Linked DNA regions of Anser cygnoides: region 1 is linked to region 2. The links are chromatin contacts, called in public Hi-C maps. All regions are on one chromosome and are shown on one strand. Each heading gives the region's core, a stretch centred on a gene start, on an enhancer-like site or on the middle of the called end of the contact. The rest is flanking DNA. Distances are from core to core; before and after follow the strand shown.

What was found. Hi-C and Micro-C count contacts between places; a contact is called where the count stands out from the background.
Region 1: a Hi-C map of liver shows a contact between it and region 2, with 2.1 times the contacts expected there. The contact joins two enhancer-like sites. A contact is called at or near these places in 2 of 7 Hi-C or Micro-C datasets (both in liver).

What each region holds. Positions count from the first base shown.
Region 1 is chr12:13,678,875-13,682,369 of Taihu_goose_T2T_genome, forward strand. It overlaps BBS2 (Bardet-Biedl syndrome 2), which reads left to right. Exons shown (of 16, transcript XM_048078598.2): 16 at 1-454. The coding sequence ends at 104. Among named protein-coding and RNA genes, the nearest start is that of OGFOD1, 13 kb to the right of the region's middle. Within about 2 kb of position 1,672, at least 1 of the 3 cell types and tissues checked has open chromatin away from gene starts, as enhancers often do. A contact at or near this core is called in liver, where this site is marked.
Region 2 is chr12:13,504,414-13,508,470 of Taihu_goose_T2T_genome, forward strand. All of the region lies in intron 4 of CFDP1 (craniofacial development protein 1), which reads right to left. Among named protein-coding and RNA genes, the nearest start is that of BCAR1, 17 kb to the left of the region's middle. Within about 2 kb of position 2,063, at least 2 of the 3 cell types and tissues checked have open chromatin away from gene starts, as enhancers often do. A contact at or near this core is called in liver, where this site is marked.

The DNA of each region.
Region 1 (3,495 bases), core at 422-2,921, 170 kb after region 2:
GCAAACCTAAAACACAAGTGATCACTGCTTGTCGGGATGCAATAAGAAGCAACAACTTTAATGTGCTGTTCAGGATAATGCGTGTGGGGACAGCATCTTCTTAAAACGAGTAGAGGAACAGCAATTGTGTAGTGGTGATGTTTCCATGCAGTAGGCAGGTACTGGACCAAAAATGACAAGCATTTCATTCAGTTCCCTGCTCCACTGTAGAGTGGAGTAATTGCAAAGGTAGGATTTTAGTTAAGCCATCAAGCAAGAAGTGTTATTTATGCAGGCCAAAGGACAGGAAGCTTCTTGAAGAGAGCATCAGAGTTTAAGTGCAGATGTGGTATTTACGTAAGGCAGAGGTATAACCTTGAAACACTAATTTTTGTTACAGGATCTTATTTATGTATTTTAATATATTTTGTAGTTACGGCATCAGTCTTTACCATTAAAACATAGACTGGTTTGACTGCTTTTGTTGTGATTTAGTTGGGGACTTGTGTACAGCTAAGTTATTTGCTGGAAAATGAAGCAGTTCTCTGGTTTCTGCATACACCAAGCTGGGGATATGTCTACTACCGTATTTGCATTGTGGTTTAAGAACCTGGAGGTGAACGTGAAGTCAGACTGAAATGCAGGACCATAAGCCTGCTAGCTTTGGAATTGAGTTGTTGGAACTTGCCTCCAACTTCTGTTGTCAGCTACTGGCTTATGCTCCCATATAGAGTTATTCTGTGTTAGAGAACCCCTGGTTTCATTGCAGGGATGTGCTGCTTCCTGGGTAAATTGCAGTCCACTGCACTAGAAGCACCAAAAGGAAAACATCTTCTTGCTGGCTTTTAAGCCAGGTGATCTTTGAAAGCTGTCCAGTTCCAGGATAGGAAGGTAGGAAGTGGTCGGTTTCATATTTGATGCTCTCCCCACACCCAGATTGCAGGAAGTTGTGCTTCCAGCTGCTTGTTCCCTGCTACTGCTGGATGAAACTGCAGATACTGAGGTGGGTAAGGGTGTATTTCAGGAATGAGGAAAACAAACTACACACCCAAGCTTGTTGCATACTTATAAAGAGGTAGCAGTACATAATGGGATCAAAAGAAGGTATTGAAAAATCTCTTGGCCCGTGGCTCAAAACTGTTTATTACTGTGTGGGATCTCTTAAATTGGATTAAAATACTACAGTAGAACTGTAGTTTAGATATAAAGATATTTCAGAACCTTTGCCAAAACAAATTCCTACTAGAAGCTAAAAATACCCTGAACAGGATGGCGCCTGGGTGCCAGTGTTCCTGCTCCTGCACCATTCATCATGTCTACCACTGCATGGATCAATCTGCAACACGGCGGGGAGTAGGCAGTCCATCACATCTGTGAAAGGATGTTCTTGGGTAGCTTCTCAGGGCTGTCAGCAGTACTCGCCTCCTGTAACTGGTCTGTCTATTTGCTAATACCAAATTAAAACGAGCAGCCCACTGTTCACTACGGGGCAGGCAGCTGAATGGGGAAATTAATTCTTGCAATGTGTTCTAATCTCCAGAACAGCCCCTTGCCAGTGCTTCACCCCTTCAAGATGAAGAATTACGCTGCCAAATGCGTGGATCTCTGTCACTTCCAATCTGCAGCAAGAGCTCATTTGAATCCTTTTAAGAACCTGGTTGTTAGTCAAATCCAGCTTCTTGGTGAAAAGGGTGGTGAGCCACCCGTGCTGTTCTAAGCAAGCAAGCTGTAAGACTTGATTATGGAACAGTCTCCTGGCATAAGTCTCGGGCTTTCTGCCACCTGCTGTACTTGTTCCCACTGTTTCCAGCTCTTCTTTTGCTCTTTACATTCAAAATCCTAGTGCTTGCTTAGCTGCATTTCTGTAGTCCATTCACTGATCAGAGAGTGTCTGTGATCAGAAAGCAGCTTTCCCATCAGCCTGACTTCCAGGGCTACACATCAGGCACTTCCAGTCCCGGCTCTGTTTTGCTCTTGGCAGCCTGTGTCGCTGCAGTGCCTGTCAGTCCTGCGGTCACAGTCCAGACCTCTGATACGGCTGATTTCCCCCGGCTAGGTTTCTGACAACAAATTTGTCATTTATTTTCCCGTAAAAACAATTCTGTCTTTGCCAAATGTACAATCCACATCCTGTAAGCTGAAGTGATACAAAGCTTGCAGTTGCTTGTTGAAATAAAGCAGCCCTTGGCTGGCACACAGCAGCAAGTTGACATAAGCAGCGTGCGCAGCTGAACCTGCACCAAGAAATGAGTGGCAAACAATCTGTACGGGTAAGATTCAGTCCAGGGCTATTGCGCAGTAATCCTCTTCTCGGGAATGGGAGGGGAATTGTTCACAACAAGTTAAGCCACTGGGCAAGTACAAAGTGAACTCTAAAATCACACTAGCAGGACTGCACGGTAGTTGCTAAAAATTCCTGGGAAAGGTTTCTTGGACAGCACCGCGCCTTGGTACGTGCACTGGGAATTGGGTTCAGGCCATTGTCCCGCCCCTCTGGGGCATTTCGATGCCTGCCTGAAATTGAAACTTGCACCGGGGCTCTGCTGTGCCTGAAGGTAGCGTGCTCACAGGCACATGGCTTCCCTGTAAGGTCCCTTTGCTGACTTATAAATGTGCTGCCGAAATCCTGTGCTGGATCAGTGCCCTCTGAAGAGGGAGCTGTGCAATAGGGATTTCCTATGTCCTAATTCAAGTTCTGTTTTGGAGTTTAAGAACAAACAAACAAAAAAACGGAACTGACAATTGACAACAGGTTACTTGATTTTAGCCACATTTTCTTCAAGCCCCACAGATCACTGTTCATCTTGATTAATCCTAATTCACTGAATACCTGATGTCAGAACTTAACTTGCTGTGTGTTTATGAATGCAGAAATCATTCCTTGAGTTTGGACTACAGCTAAACTGTATCGAATTGCTTCAGTTTTCAGCTCCTTGGCAAACGGGTAACAGCCAGATCCTGAAAAATTGCTCACGAAGCATTTGAATAACTCAGCACTTCAATAACTGAAAGCTGCTGGTACCCTGCATCAAATGCCAGGGTTCTTGGCTTTGGCAGTGCAGTAATCTGGTGGGAAATGTGCATCCTCACGTAGCTGAGCTGGTCAGCTTCTGCGGGAGGCTGTCTGCGGGAGGCTGTCTTGCCTGGTATGAAGCTTCTGTTCTCAACTGCTCACACTCTGTACCTTGTTATTCATTTGCTATTCTGGCCTTTTTTGTTTTTCTGTATTGTTCTGCTTACACTCTTGGTGGGCATGTATATATTTCATATATTCCTCAATGATCAGAGTATGCTGTAAGCAGCTACACATAATGGCAAGTATAGATACGTACCCAGTAAGAGCATCTCTAGAGAGGGCTGCCAGCAAAGGCACAGTCTAAATTTGGGTCCCTCCTCCTCCCCATCAAGTAGCTAATGTCACCTGGAATTTCACTGGGCTATCTGTACGTAACAGGAAGTGTGGGAGAAGAGAGATGTGTTGTTTTTTAGGTCTTCCAATGCTAACTGCAAATTTGG
Region 2 (4,057 bases), core at 813-3,312:
GCTTCCTGCACGGGGAAAAAGCTTGCGACTGAAGGGCCTTGCAGAGCATCACGCAGCGGGGTGCTGGGAGACCCCAGCGCGTGGCTTTTCTAGGATATTCCCTGATATACAATGCCTCGTGCTCGTCTCCCCGTCAGGAGCTGTGCTGGATAAGCCTTTCCTAATTACATGGCTGGAAAAAACAGACCAAGCCCTGCTTCGCTCCACGACAAGATGGCACAGACGCAGTGCCACCACCTCGTTCTCCGGTCCGCTCCCCAAAGCAGGGGAGGACCCCGGGGAAAATACACACGAACGCAGATGTTCCCAGCACAAAGGCAGAGCTGGGTCTCCACGTATACGGAGGGCAGGGACAGAGGGGGTGCTGTGCCCACCCGGCCTTCCCGTGAGTGGGAAGCACCGCACCAGCACCCCGGAGGGGCAGGCAGGGGCTGGAGTCCCGTCTGGCAGGCTCGGGGGGACACGTCCGAGCCCCACGCAGCCCCTGGGGAGCTCGCTGGCTCAGCCAGGGCCCCCGACCTGCCGGTCCCCTTATCGGCAGGAAAACCTCGTTAGGGAAGGGACCGGGGCTTCCTGCTGGGGCCCGGAGCCTTTGTGAAGGCGCTGCTGCCTCCAGGAGCCAGAGGAAGCCCCGTATTTTCCTCGGACCTGGAGACGGGCTCGCTGTCAACAAAGGAGGGCTGGGCTGGGGGAGCAGGGCAGCACAGGGGCTGTCACCGCAGGGCAGCGTCGGGGCCGAGGCAGGGGCGGCACAAGGCCCCTCTGTGCCGGCGGAGCCTCGCGCCCGCCCCATCAGGGTGGCATTGTGGAGCCGGGGCTGGCTCCCCTCCAGCACAGCACAGACGGAGGCTGTTCCACCAGCGGGCTCCCCCAACGCACTTGCCACTTGGGAACACTGATGGGGTCAGCTCCTGGGCTGGCAGAGACCCTGCAGACTCAGCAGCACGCACCCGACCGTGCCTGGTGTTACAGGGATGCACCTTCTGCACGCCGACCAGCCCCCAGGCGAGCTCTCCCCGTGCTTCAAGGATTCCTGTTTATGATGGTGTACAAAAACCTGGTGAAGCTGGGCTTAGGGTAGGCTTGTGATAGCTGAGGGGGAAGAGAACAGGGAAAATAATCATTAAAATCCTTCACGTGAGAAAAACATACAGGCATCACAAATCCCAAACTGTTCTCACGTGGACTAACCTGAGCCTGCAAAGCACTGCCTGCACCCCTTCCTTTTATCGAACGCTGTTATGCGTGCTCTCCGCAGATATTTCAGGTTAGTTCTGAAGGTTTGGGTCCGTTCCTGAAGTTCTGTGAAGTTCTGTAAAGAACTTCAGAACCCAGCACATCACCCCCGGCAGGCTGCAGCTCGGGGCACACGTGGGGACATTTTGGAGCTAAACCCCGTGCTGTGCCCGTGGCTCGGCACCGAAATAAGTGCGACTTGCCTTTCAGACGCTTGCAGCTCCCTCTGACCTCACTGGGTTCAGCTGAGACGTTTCAAATTAAAACAGCCACGACCACAGCTCTGGGCTGGGACCAAGCACAGGCCGTTTTTTTTTATCTTAAAAGGCATTTGTTTGAGAACAGTCAGAGCTGCTGCAACCGGCGGCACTGAAATTATTTCACCGTGAGACCTTAAAAACGTTGACATCTTCGTCTGCGAAATGACGCGGCTTTGAATTGGTGACCGGCCCTTAAAAAAAAGCACAGTTAGAAAAAAATTGCTGGCAAACCGAGGAGGAATTCTGCCTGCCTTCGGAGGCTCGCTCCCTTCTCCTTTGTCTGACAGCAGAGCTTTTGTTTGGGATTTCGGCGCTGAGCAGCCCTGAGCTACGCGGGGAATGTCTCTGTCTCCGTTCGAGGAGCCCCCCAGCCTGCTGCGGGGACTCCGCTTTAATCGGCGGAGTTAAAAAAAAAAAAAAAAAAAAAAAACCCTGTGCCCGAGAAGTGCTGCTAATGGAATTGTTCCAGCACTAACGGGATTTCCAATGAATGAGTGGGGACGGCAGAGCAGCTGGGGCGACTCCCAGGTCGCTCTTTAGGGTGCGAGGCAGCTCCAGCATCCCAACCAGCCTGAGAAAACAGCCCCGAGCCCCCCCCGCGAGGCAGGAGCCCCTGGGTTCCCTGCTCAGCCCCCTCAGCTTCCCAGCGCAGGGGATCAGCGCCAGGCTTTGATCAAAATGAAGCGAGAAAGCCAGGAGAGGAGCGGGGAGGGTCCCCCTCCACCCTCAGCGATTAATCCGACAGCTTTAAGAAAAGTCCCTGATTAAAACAAACACGCCGCCTTCCACCAGCAAATGTTTGCGAAGCTCGGGGCAGGGGAAAGTTCCCAGGATATTCAAGGGGGGGGGGTGAGCAAACGGCAGGGCTTTCTGGCACAGCCCCATCGCTGTAATGAGTAACCAGCGCAAGCCGCCCGGCGCAGCAGTTGCTTTGCCGTGTCATGCAAGGAAATAAATAGCACGAATATCATCTATTACCTTCCACTGGAAAGCCCGTCCTGGCAGCGTGTGGGGCTACGGGGGACAATAAACATTTGGGCACTGCTACGAGCAGCCGTAAAACAAGAATTAGGGCTGGATCACGTTTAATTGCTTTCGGGAAGGGCGGCTTCGCCGGGGCTTCAGTCGGTTACCTGCCCCTCCGCAGAGCTGCTCCGGCGCAGGGTGAGAGGATCCAGATCAAAGAAGGTATTTCAGGGGGCAAGGACTGGAGGGAAACACCCTACAACCTTTAAAGATGTTTGCACACAAGGCCTCACGTCCAACCCCACGAGAAAGCAAGCAATAAAGAGCTAGCTGATGAAAGGGCGCGCTTTGCTCTTCAAATACAACCCTCTAAGGCTGCAGAAACAGCCCAGTTACAAACCCAAAGGCAAAGCAGAGAGCCCAGAAGGCACAGAAATGGACAAAGTAAGATTATCTCGTGTGGTTTTTTTTCCCCCAGGAAAAACACTGAAGTGTTTTGAATGCCTGCTACCTCTGAGCGCCTTCCAGCGTTGGCAGCCGCTGCTTGGAGGCGCTGCCGTTCCTCTCCCCTGGAAATAGATTTAGGTTTCCAGCCCCAAGAGGCAGAGCCTGCGGCCAGCTGAGCTCTCCCAGCCACAATCTCAGTTGTCACCTTCCTGGTGGAGGCCCACGGGGGACAAACTCCCCTCTTTACCCCCCCAGAGCAGTCGGGATGCTCCCGAACGGAGCTGCGGGTTTTGCAGCCACCATCCACCTACGGAAAGCTGCTCGGGATCCAGAGCGCTGGTGGGATGTGGGGACCACAGCCCCCGCTCAGGGACAGGGTTTTGGTGACACAGCATCTCTGGAATTCACTGGTGAGTGTCCCACAGCCTCTGCCTGGGACGGTGCCAGAGCCTTTCCTCAAATCCTGCGTGACCTACCAGCTGCTGAGGGCAAGGCAGCGCTCCCCGCGTGCATCATCTGCCGAGGAGACAGCCGGCAGCCACTGCTGAACGGAGGGACTAATGCTTCCCATGGCCGGAGTCAGCAGCTTCGTTTGGGTCCCCAGCTCTCGCAGCTGACCCTGAGCAGGTCACTCAGTCCCTTCGCAGCCCGACTTTTGTCTCAGGGGGCAGCGCGCGGCACCGCAGCACTGAGCGAGGCAGGCACGCTGCCAGGGGAGGCCTCGAGCTCCTTCGGGGAGCTGTAACTGTTCTGTGGTAAACGCATTAACCATGGGAACGGCTTCCCAAAGGATGTGGTGGCTCCCAAATTTAAGTCTTTCCATTGTGGATTCCTCTTTGGAAGACGCAGCCTGCAGCTCCACCGCCTGCGCTCGGGGAACCGCCGCGACCCCAGTGCCTGCTGCCACCAGTGCGTGGCCCGGCTGAAATTCAGTGACCCCCAGGGCTCCGAGGGGCACGGGACAGCCTGTGAAATGTTTAATCTGCACGCTGAGGATATAACGTCACCTCTGAACCTCGCAGGTGGCCAGCTCAGAGCTCCGGAACGCAGCGCTCGGCCCCCAGTAGCACCGATTCCTCCGTGCAAGGTGATGCATCCTGTTCTCAACTGAGAAGGGCCGTGGGTTTTGGGGTTATCACCATGGCTGA